Regions from separate parts of the Mus musculus genome. Here region 1 is linked to region 2. Evidence: chromatin contacts called from public promoter capture Hi-C data. All regions are on one chromosome and are shown on one strand. The core of a region is the stretch at or near the end of the contact, and the rest is flanking DNA. Distances in the headings are between cores, read along the strand shown. Region 1 holds the start of Zfp128 (zinc finger protein 128). Region 2 holds the start of Zfp444 (zinc finger protein 444).

Region 1 (4,595 bases), core at 1,624-4,123, 6.7 Mb before region 2:
CATCAGCATTATTTGTTATTTGATCACCAGGTCCCATCTCTGCCCCCTCCCTCTTTTTAACCTACTATCTTCGCTCAGCTTTCAGTATCTTACCCAATGTTCAAGAGGTTCTTTCCAACCCTATACCAGTCCTTCTCAACACCTTTCCCCGATTTTCCATTTTGTGTGTGGTGCTAGGACGTCCCACATGCTAGGCAAGCACTCTTCACACTGAGCTACACCACCAGTCCCTAAAACAGTGCTTCTTAAGATGTGGGTTGCAGCCGGGCAGTGGTGGCGCATATCTTTAATCCCAGCACTTGGGAGGCAGAGGCAGGCAGATTTCTGAGTTTGAGGCCAGCCTGGTCTACAAAGTGAGTTCCAGGACAGCCAGAGCTATACAGAGAAATCATGTCTCGAAACCCCCCCCCAAAAAAAAGATGTGGGTTGCAACTCCTTTGGGGGTTGCATATCAGATATCCTGCATATCAGATATTTACATTACGATTCACAACAGTAGCAAAATTATAGTCATGAAGTAGCAACAAAATAATTTTGTGGTTGGGGGTCCCCACAGTATGACGAACTGTATTAAAGGGTCACAGCATTGAGAACCACTGCTCTGGACACTTGAATGGCTTCTTGTCACTTTTCAATAAAGGCTGATCACTCTCCCAAAGATATCCAGGTACCTGCTCCTGAAACTTATGAATATTACAATAGTAACATAGACTTTGCCGATATGATAAAGACGACAAAACAGGCACATGTCCTGAGTTATCTGGGTGGCCTCTAAATGCAACCACACATTTAGGAGATAGGCGTGAGACTTGAGAAGTTGGAAAGTAATGTGATCACCTAAGCGAGATGCTACATTGCTGCTCTAAGGCTAGATAAAAGGCCACAAGGCAAGGAGTGCCGGGGCTACAGCTCTTATAGTTGGAAAAGCAGAGAACATCCCCTAGAACTTGGTGGAAGTATGGCTCTGCTTAGTTTAGTGGTGCTCATTTCTGACTTCTCATCTCTAGACTGTGTCCCCCCCACCCTCCCCGCACCTTTTTTTTTTTTTTTAATTCTGAGAGAGGGTCCAGCCTGGCTTTGAATTTATCATCTTCCTGCCTCAGTCACTCATGTTGCTGGATTATATGCATGCGTCACCACTCTTGGCTTACAATGTACATTGTCTTTTGCCACACATTTTGTAAATACTTGCTACAGCAACCACAAGAAACTAATGTACTAGACCTCTAGGGTCTCCTTATTTGGTCCTTGCTCCTGTGGAGGCTAGTCTCCAAAATGGCCCCTTAGTAACCCCCCCTCCCCTCCCCACCCCCGATCTGCATGCAACCATGCTGACTTCTATAACTGATAGGATACTGTGGAAATGACAGCATAAAGTCTGAGCTGAGGTCACAGGTGACAACACAGCTTCTACCTTGCCATCTTCTGGATCACACCACTCTATAGGAAACTTCACTTTACACAGTGAGACCTAAGTGCTTCATAGCAAGGCCTACAAGGAGAAACACTGAGTTCTCCTGCCAACAGCATGTGAATGAACTATCTTGACAGTGGGTCTTCTAGGCTCTGATAAGTCTCAAGTAATAACTGTTGGACTGTCATTTTGAATATAACTTTAAGAGCCTAGGGTAGATCCATAAACTAAGTCACTCTTGATTTCCTACCCCATCAGAAACCATGAAGTAGTGTTTATTTCAGGTCTCACTACGTTTTGTGTGTACTACCTGAAACACGACAACAGATTGATTAAACACACCTCTTTTCCCGCCCGTCTCATCGCTTACTCCTTGACAAACTGTCAGCCTCATGACGGTTACCTGAGACTTGACTGGGGCTGGCGAATCCACCTTCACTATGGCTCATTCATATAGCTGTTGATAGGCCTCAGTTCTCAGTTCTACACTCTGGTCACATTTCATGAAAAACTGAGATGACATGAATCTGATCATTTGCAATCTAAGACTATCATAAGCTTACTTTTCACACCAAATGTAATTAACGCAAATTTCCCCCAAGCAAACCAAATACCCACCTCCTGACCTCCAGAGCATAATTTCAAAGTTGCAGAACTTATGTATGAAATGGTCTTGGCTTCTGCTAGGTGAACTACGGTGAACAGAATAAGCAATTTGTCTACAAGTGCAGACTTTGATGATCAGGAGCTAGACAAACACTGATAGCCACACCTACCAGTTTTCCCAAGGCCCAGAAGGGCGTGACCCTTACTAGTTACTTCTGTTTTCCTAACTTGGTACCTCTGCCCCGTGAAGTTATGCCTTACTTGCAAAATAGGGGTCATGGTGCGGAGGTTCCCTTAAAAGTCGGTTGATTCTGCGCCTTAGGACATGTTTTGAGGACCGTACCCGCAATGTGGTTGCTCTGTAATGCTAGCCAGTCACCTGTCATCTCCGAGAACCGTCTTTCGGGATAAATGGGAGGGCGTTGGCCAGAGTGGGATCGAACCCCTGAGCAGAGCCTGTCAGTCCTCAGGGAAATGACCACCCTCCTCCCCTCCACCCCATGGCACGCAGACAGGAGGCTGAAGCATGCACACAGAGGGAACTAGATTTGGACCCAGGCTCGGAGGCTGAGCCACAGCGCTTGTTTCTCTTGTGGAAAAAGCGCCGCGGGTTACAGGTCACTCTGTCGGGGACAGCAGGACTCGGAGTCCAATCTGTCCTTTTTGTTACCTGAAGTTGTGTTGCTTGCGGCCGCGAGGCCATTGCCACTGTTGCTGCTTTGTCCTGGTGGTCCATTCCAGGCCAACAGGTTAGCCACAGACGTCCAAGGACACCCTAATTTTAAACTCAGCCCCGTCCTGGGGACCACCCGACTGGCCTCCCGCTGGACAATGGCGGCAGCGCCAGGGACACTGAGACTACAATTCCCAGAAGGCCACGCGCCGAGACGCAGCACTTAACCAATGGAAGCTAGCGCCAGCCCAACGTTGACCAATCGGGGAAGGCCTGGCCTCTGGTCTAAGGGAGTGCAACCACTCACAGGTCTTGTTTAAGGATCAGGTCTGGGTACCAGCAGAGGTCAGCTTACATTCCGTTACCTGCGGGTGCGGGCATCACTTGGGCTTCGAGTTGCCTGGAAAATAATCCTCCCGCCCTGACGGCTGAGTTCAGGGCATATATGCATCTGCACCGTGAGTTGGGCGCGCAGCGGCAAGGTCTTGGTGTTAGAATTGGTCAATCTGACCTGCTGCTGGAATTTTTTGTTTTGTTGGTTTTTTTGTTTTGTTTTGTTTTTTGGTTTTTTGGTTTTTCGAGACAGGGTTTCTTCTCTGTATAGCCCTGGCTGTCCTGGAACTCACTTTGTAGACCAGACTGGCCTCGAACTCAGAAATCTGCCTGCCTCTGCCTCCTGAGTGCTGGGATTAAAGGCGTGCACCACCACACCCGGCTGCCCGGCAGGCAGATTTCTGATTCCTGCCCAGTCTGGTGTACAGAGTGAGTTCCAGGACAGCCAGGGCTACAAAACCCTGCCTTGAAAAGGGAAAGAAAGAAGGAAAGAGAGAAAGAGGAAAAGAGAGAAAGGAAGGAAAGAAGGAAGGAAAGAAGGAAGGAAACAATGGGCTTTTGCTAGTTTTCACTAGGTTGATGATGTAATAGAAAAAGACCAAAAATACACTATACCCTTAAAGAGACAGAGACTATCAGGTGTAGAACAGCAGGCTCTGCCCTTCCTCCACTATCCCCACTCCCCAGTACTGGATATTGAACCTAGGTCTTTATGCAAGAGTGGTAAGTGCTCTAATACAGAGCTGCAGTCCAGCAAACAGCAGGTCCTTTTATTCTCATCCTCCCTTCTCTGTCTCTCCCTCCTTTCAGCCTAGTAGTTTCCTTTGTTCTCTCCTGGCATCTTCCTCACCAGTCTGACAATGACAGTAGTGTCATAACTGGTGCTCTGGGTCTGGGCTGGGCATTTCTAGGTTCTTGGCCTCTTTTCCAAAGAATTGAATTTAAGAGCTTACAGAAAAAAAGTAAGATAATGTTATTTGAGTAAAAGTGAAATTACATATTATGTAGGTATGCTATTAAAGATTGACAATGAGTTATGGGAGTGAAGATTCTCAGTGTCCAGATTATTGCTCAGGGCTTCCTTTTATAGGGTTCAGGAGAAGGGGGTGCTGATTACTAGATATGTAGTTTGGGTGGTTCTCTACTCTGATTGATAGAGTAAGTCATATATTCGTTTTCTCTACTGTGCATGTCCTTTTTATAATGCATCTGATTTTAAACATAAGTGTGCCCTTATGTATCAGCATAAGGTAAATAGGAGGGTCTCCCTAAAAGTAACAGAGGGCACAGTTTTCCTTTCTTGTGTATGCATCTGAAACTAGGTCAGGCCAGATCAGCTTTTCCATTCTTCATACACAGACAATGCTGAGAATATACTTGAATGGAAACTGTCTAATTTGAACATTGCCAAGGACGGGAAAACTTATACTACTGTTCAGAGATGGAAGTATGGGTAGCCTGATATAGCTAGAAGTTCTGAGGTTACTAGAGGCATTGTTTGGAGAGGTGTGTGTGTGTGTGTATAGTATGTGACACTGAAGGCTCCCAAGTGTGTTACTGCAAGAGGAC
Region 2 (4,970 bases), core at 2,269-4,768:
AGTTTCTGACACCTTCACAAAGACATACATGCCAGCAAAACACCAATGCACATAAAATAAAAATAAGTGATATATTTAAAAAAGAAGAGGTACCCTGGTCATCTACAGGAACAACAAGTGCTCTTAGCAGCTGAGTCACATCGCCGGTCCCTTGGCATGCTTGTCTATAAGGTGGAATTAAGACTCTATCATTCTGTGGCTTTACTATCTGAAGGTAAAACATGCCATAAACTACATATCAATTTCCCAAAACAAATTCCTTTCTTAGCTGATGGAAAGGGACAACAGAGAACTAACCCTGGTTGATTAGCACTGTGGTGTGGATGCTAGGCAGGAGGAATGGGAACGGGTTCCTGCCAGCTCTTTCCCTCCCTGGAGCCCTAGGAGACACAAGCCTATCAACATAGTAGTTTCCAATCACAAATGGTCTGAGCGGTCAGCAACTCCCCCACCCCACTCCCCACGTCAAAGTCCACAGCAGATGTCTTTCATGTCTGGATCAAGTGAAAGGGGGCATTCCTTTGAGGCAAGCCCAAATTCCTGCAATAAAGAGAAAATTCAGATTTATGACCTAAAGTGGCCAGTCGAGAGCCGTATGGTAGGAGGAGACACACGTGTAGATGAGGTAAGAGAATGGAAGTAACAGTGAGATACATATTTATATCCCTCAGAAGCCTCACCCTACAGTGGCCTGCAGACCTTCACACTGGGCCTGGCAGGGGAGTAAGGGCTGTAGAGAATTCAAAAGGATGCCCGGCAAAGGTTAAGATGGAAAACCTCAGCAAGTGCACGTTCAGGCACTGGCCTTCAGGGCCAGATCAAGAGTAACTCAGCATTGGCCCAGAAGTGGGTGATAAGGATCCTAAGCTGCTTGTCACCTACTGCAGGGACGGGGTTTTAAAGTGGCTGGGCAGGAAAGCAGGGGCTGGTGAGATAAACAGTTAGCTTTTCCTTCTGCACACAGAGCCTACAGAACTAAAATAGTCAATTAGGGCACTGGCTAAAAAGTTACTAGTTACTAACACTGACTACTTAGTAACTAGTTACTGACACTGGTTAGTCATTAGTCTTTCTATGCCACATATCCTAAGTTCCAGGTCACAAAAAGTAACTCTTGGCTGACAAACCAGTTAAACTAAATGCTACAAAAGTTAACTATTTCCTCCTCGCTTGGCCCCAAAGGATGGGCAGTGGACTTCTTGAGCAAGGTCCACGATACCATGGAAAGAGGAGAGCTCTGTGTCCCACATCAATAATCTCTAACTGCTTTTCTACTTCACCAAGCTGTTGATTTCTGGAGGGGGTGGGCACTCAAGCGCATTCCGTGCGCGTTGCCTGTGGAGGCCTGAGGTCGAGGTTAGGGTTTCTTTATCTTCCTTCCTTTTTTTTTTTTTTTAAAAGATTTATTTATTTATTTTATGTATATGAGTACACTGTTGCTGTCTTCAGATGCACCAGAAGAGGGCATCAGATCCCATTACAGATGGTTGTGAGCCACCATGTGGTTGTTGGGAATTGAACTCAGCACCTCTGGAAGAGCAGCCAGTGCTCTTAACCGCTGAGCCATCCCTCCAGCCCCTTTACCTTCCTTTTTAAAAGTCTCTTATGGAACCTAAAGCCTGCCTTTTCATCTGCGATGAGAAGCCAGTGAACACACACTGAGGTGCCCTTGTGCTGCTCAACCTTTACCCAGTTCTGATTGTCCTCAGCTTGTACTTTAGCCCATTGAGCCATCTCCCCAGCATCTGTTTTTGGTTTGTTTTCGTTTTACTTTTATTCTATTAAATGCGTAACTTTCAGTGTCCCCTTCTTCTACCTCTCTCTCCTACACTTCGACCCTGATGTTCATTCTCTCTGAATCCATCAATGGTCCTTCAAAAGGCCAGGAATCTGCACTGGGCACTCTGTGCCCTGAGCTGCACAACTCACCAAATATTTACTCAGAGGACAAGGGCTTCGGAATTGGAACCGATTCCAGCTGCGTACCAGCAATGTGTCCTCGGTCAAAGAACAACTGCTCCTTTCAAAGACTAATCTCCATCTCCTTGGCTGTAAAATGGGAGCAATAATCGAGGTTGGAAAGTCAAGTAAAATAAAGAGCAAAAAAGTACCCCAGAGCATGGCTGGAGAGGTGGCTCAGCAGTTAAGAGTACTGGTTGCTGCTTTTCCAGAGGACCTGGGTTCAATGCCCAGCACCCACATGGCAGCTCACAACTGAAACTCTAGAATCAGAGGATGCAGTAAACACATATGCAGGCAAAATATGGATGCACGTTAAAATAAAAATAAATCATTAAAAGAAAAAAAAAGTACCCAGAACACCACCTGGCAATAAACAAACCCCACCTATTGCATTTACTATCAACACACATTAACCCTCCAACTCCTTGTGAGTCATTTACGTAAAGCCACTGTGAAACAAGCGCCCAAGACTAAATTGTAAATTGGAATAGGTGTTAAAATAGCATATAAAAAGGAGTGAAGACTGGCAGTGGTGGCTCATGCCTTTAAGCCCTGCTCTTGGGAGGCAGAGGCAGGCGGATTTGAGTTCAAGGCCAGCCTGGTCTACAGAGTGAGTTCCAGGACAGCCAGGGTTATACAGAGAAACTCTGTCTTGAAAAACCAAAAAAAAAAAAAAAAAAAGTTAAGATGAGTATTTTTGTTTGTTTGTTTTTAAATTCAATTACTTTCACCGGTTTAAAGCTTGGCATGGCTCTCGAGTGTGATTAAGGCCAGCCTGGGCTACAGGAGACCATACCCAAAACACCATCATCAACAACAACAAAAACCCTGAACAAAACAAAAAAACTAGGCCAACGCTTGTAATCTGAGCACGTGAGAGGCTGAGCCAGGAGGATCAGAACCGAGAGATTTAAGTCCCTCTTATCCTGTTAAAACCTGTCTCCAAGCCCCTTCTGCACATTAATGAATTTCGCCTCTCGCGACAAGCTAATGAGGCGGATACGCTTGTAATGAAGAAATACTTATCCTCCAGAACCTCAACTCGACAGAAGTGCGTGTGAACGTGTGACCAGCACACAGGACTAGCCACCTGCACCGGTCTACGCTGCTATGGCACGGTGCCCCTGGATAGACCCCTTCCCGCAATCCTTTTCGAAGAGGTTAGAGGTCCCGGCGCCCCAGGATTTCTCAGTGGGGTCCAACTTCCACTCCACTCTCAGTTTCCAACCATCCCAGGGCTCCCCCTCGAACATCCCAGCCCCCTCCCGCTGCCCAGCCTCCCCAGGCCTCCAACTCTCCCGCGTCTGCATCTCGCGTTCCTCCCGCTCCCCGGCCCGCCCCCAGAACCCCACCTCCAGCCTCCTATCATCCCCCTCCCCCAAGCCGCCCATCCCTCCCTTCCTCTCCCTCCTCCAGACCTGGGTACCCCTCCCCGTGGTCCGCCCGTTCCCCGTACACCGGACTCCCCAGCCCTTCCTTTTCCCTCTAGCTCACCTCACTCTCCTGGGCGAGGCCCCCCAAACAACCTCACCTTCCCGCACATGCGCACAAAGCTCATCGGGACTCCATGCCCCAGCAGGCTTTGCGCCAAATTCACCCGTACTTCCCCGCCCCCACGTCCCCTCACTCTCTACACTAGGAATCGCTAATTCTACCCAACACTTCCCACCTCTCCCAGCTGGAAACTACATCTCCCAAGAAACATCGCGACAAAGCGGCTTTCCATTAGCCCTACTGTGATGAGTCCTGTACGCTCGTGCGTCCCGAGCTAGCCAGAAAACTACATTTCTTAAAGTGTAAAGAAGAAAACCCGATTCCTATTGGCTCACACAGGCGCAAACAGAGCGCTTCTGATTTTGGACTACATTTCCCAGATTTCACGTGGATTTCCTTCCTCTACCATCCCTCACAAGACACCCCGCCGGCTGACTTCTGGCAAACGCGGACGGGTCGGGGAGGGATAAGAGGAATCTGTGGTTTCGTTGTCGTGGAAACCGGGGGAGGCAGCACACTTGGGAGACCCGCCTCCAGGACCTTTAAGCGCCTATAGAGGAGGTCGTGGAGGCTATGCCAGAGTTCTCCTCAGATCAGCAGTGGGAGATCCGTCTCCTTGACAACAGTTGCAGTATCGCCCTCCCGCTCCAGTACTAGGTTAAAGGAAGGTTGAGGCTGGTCAACGAAACCTGACCTCTGAGAATTAGTTCGCTCGTCCCATACTGTCAGTCCACTCTCTAGCCTCAGTTTCCCGTCTTGTGAATAGGAAGGAAAATATTACGTGTCAAACGGCGCTTGTGTAGCCCCCTACGGACACTGAAGCCTCAGTTTCCCTACCTCAGAAAAGGCAAGAAGGTTTTGAGTTTGCTCTTTGTAATATGTATGGGTGTTTCGCTGAGTCGGTGCACCATGTGCTCGCAGTACCCACGGAGGCCAGAAAGCGGCGTGGGATTCCCTTAGACCTGTATTACAGACGGTTGTGAGCCACATGTAGGTGCTAGAAGGACGTCTAGAATAGCTTGTGCTTCGTTGTTAACCTCTTTGTCATCTTTCCAGCCCTACCCCTACCTACTACCCCAACGCACCACATACACACGTACTCGCAGGAGCGCAAGAAGGTTATGAGACTTTCTGTTTACGTGATAGATGGCTCTTACAAGCTAGTGGGGCAGACAGAGACTCTCCCCTCCTCACTGGACTTCGAAAAAAGGTGACATTGGCACACAAAGGAAATCATGTGAAGCAGAGTTGTTATTGTCCTTACCAAATTCGTGGATGGACAATACCATTGCCCTAGTTTCTATTTACTCACTAGTTTACAGCTTAGAGACGGATCTATCCCCACAACAGCTAAACTTAATCCTGTCCCACCTCTCTGCCCTCTCTGTCCCTCATCTTGGTAAGTGTGCTAACCACACAAGCTGCTTTGCTATTTGAAGAGCGAGCCTGCAATACCACATTCTTTTCCTAGTGGTGCTTTTCACATACTAGTTGGATTCTTTTCGTATATGATT

What was found. Promoter capture Hi-C pulls out the DNA fragments that hold promoters and counts their contacts.
Region 1: a contact with region 2 is called in a promoter capture Hi-C map of pre-B cells. The contact joins the promoter of Zfp128 here to the promoter of Zfp444 in region 2. A contact is called at or near these places in 3 of 39 promoter capture datasets (cranial neural crest, frontonasal cranial neural crest and pre-B cells) and 1 of 484 Hi-C or Micro-C datasets (CD4 T cells).

The regions. Positions count from the first base shown.
Region 1 is chr7:12,879,456-12,884,050 of GRCm38.p6, reverse strand. It overlaps Zfp128 (zinc finger protein 128), which reads right to left and starts at 2,873. Exons shown (of 4, transcript NM_153802.4): 1 at 2,691-2,873. The coding sequence starts at 2,756.
Region 2 is chr7:6,171,061-6,176,030 of GRCm38.p6, reverse strand. It overlaps Zfp444 (zinc finger protein 444), which reads right to left and starts at 3,518. Exons shown (of 4, transcript NM_028316.3): 1 at 3,457-3,518.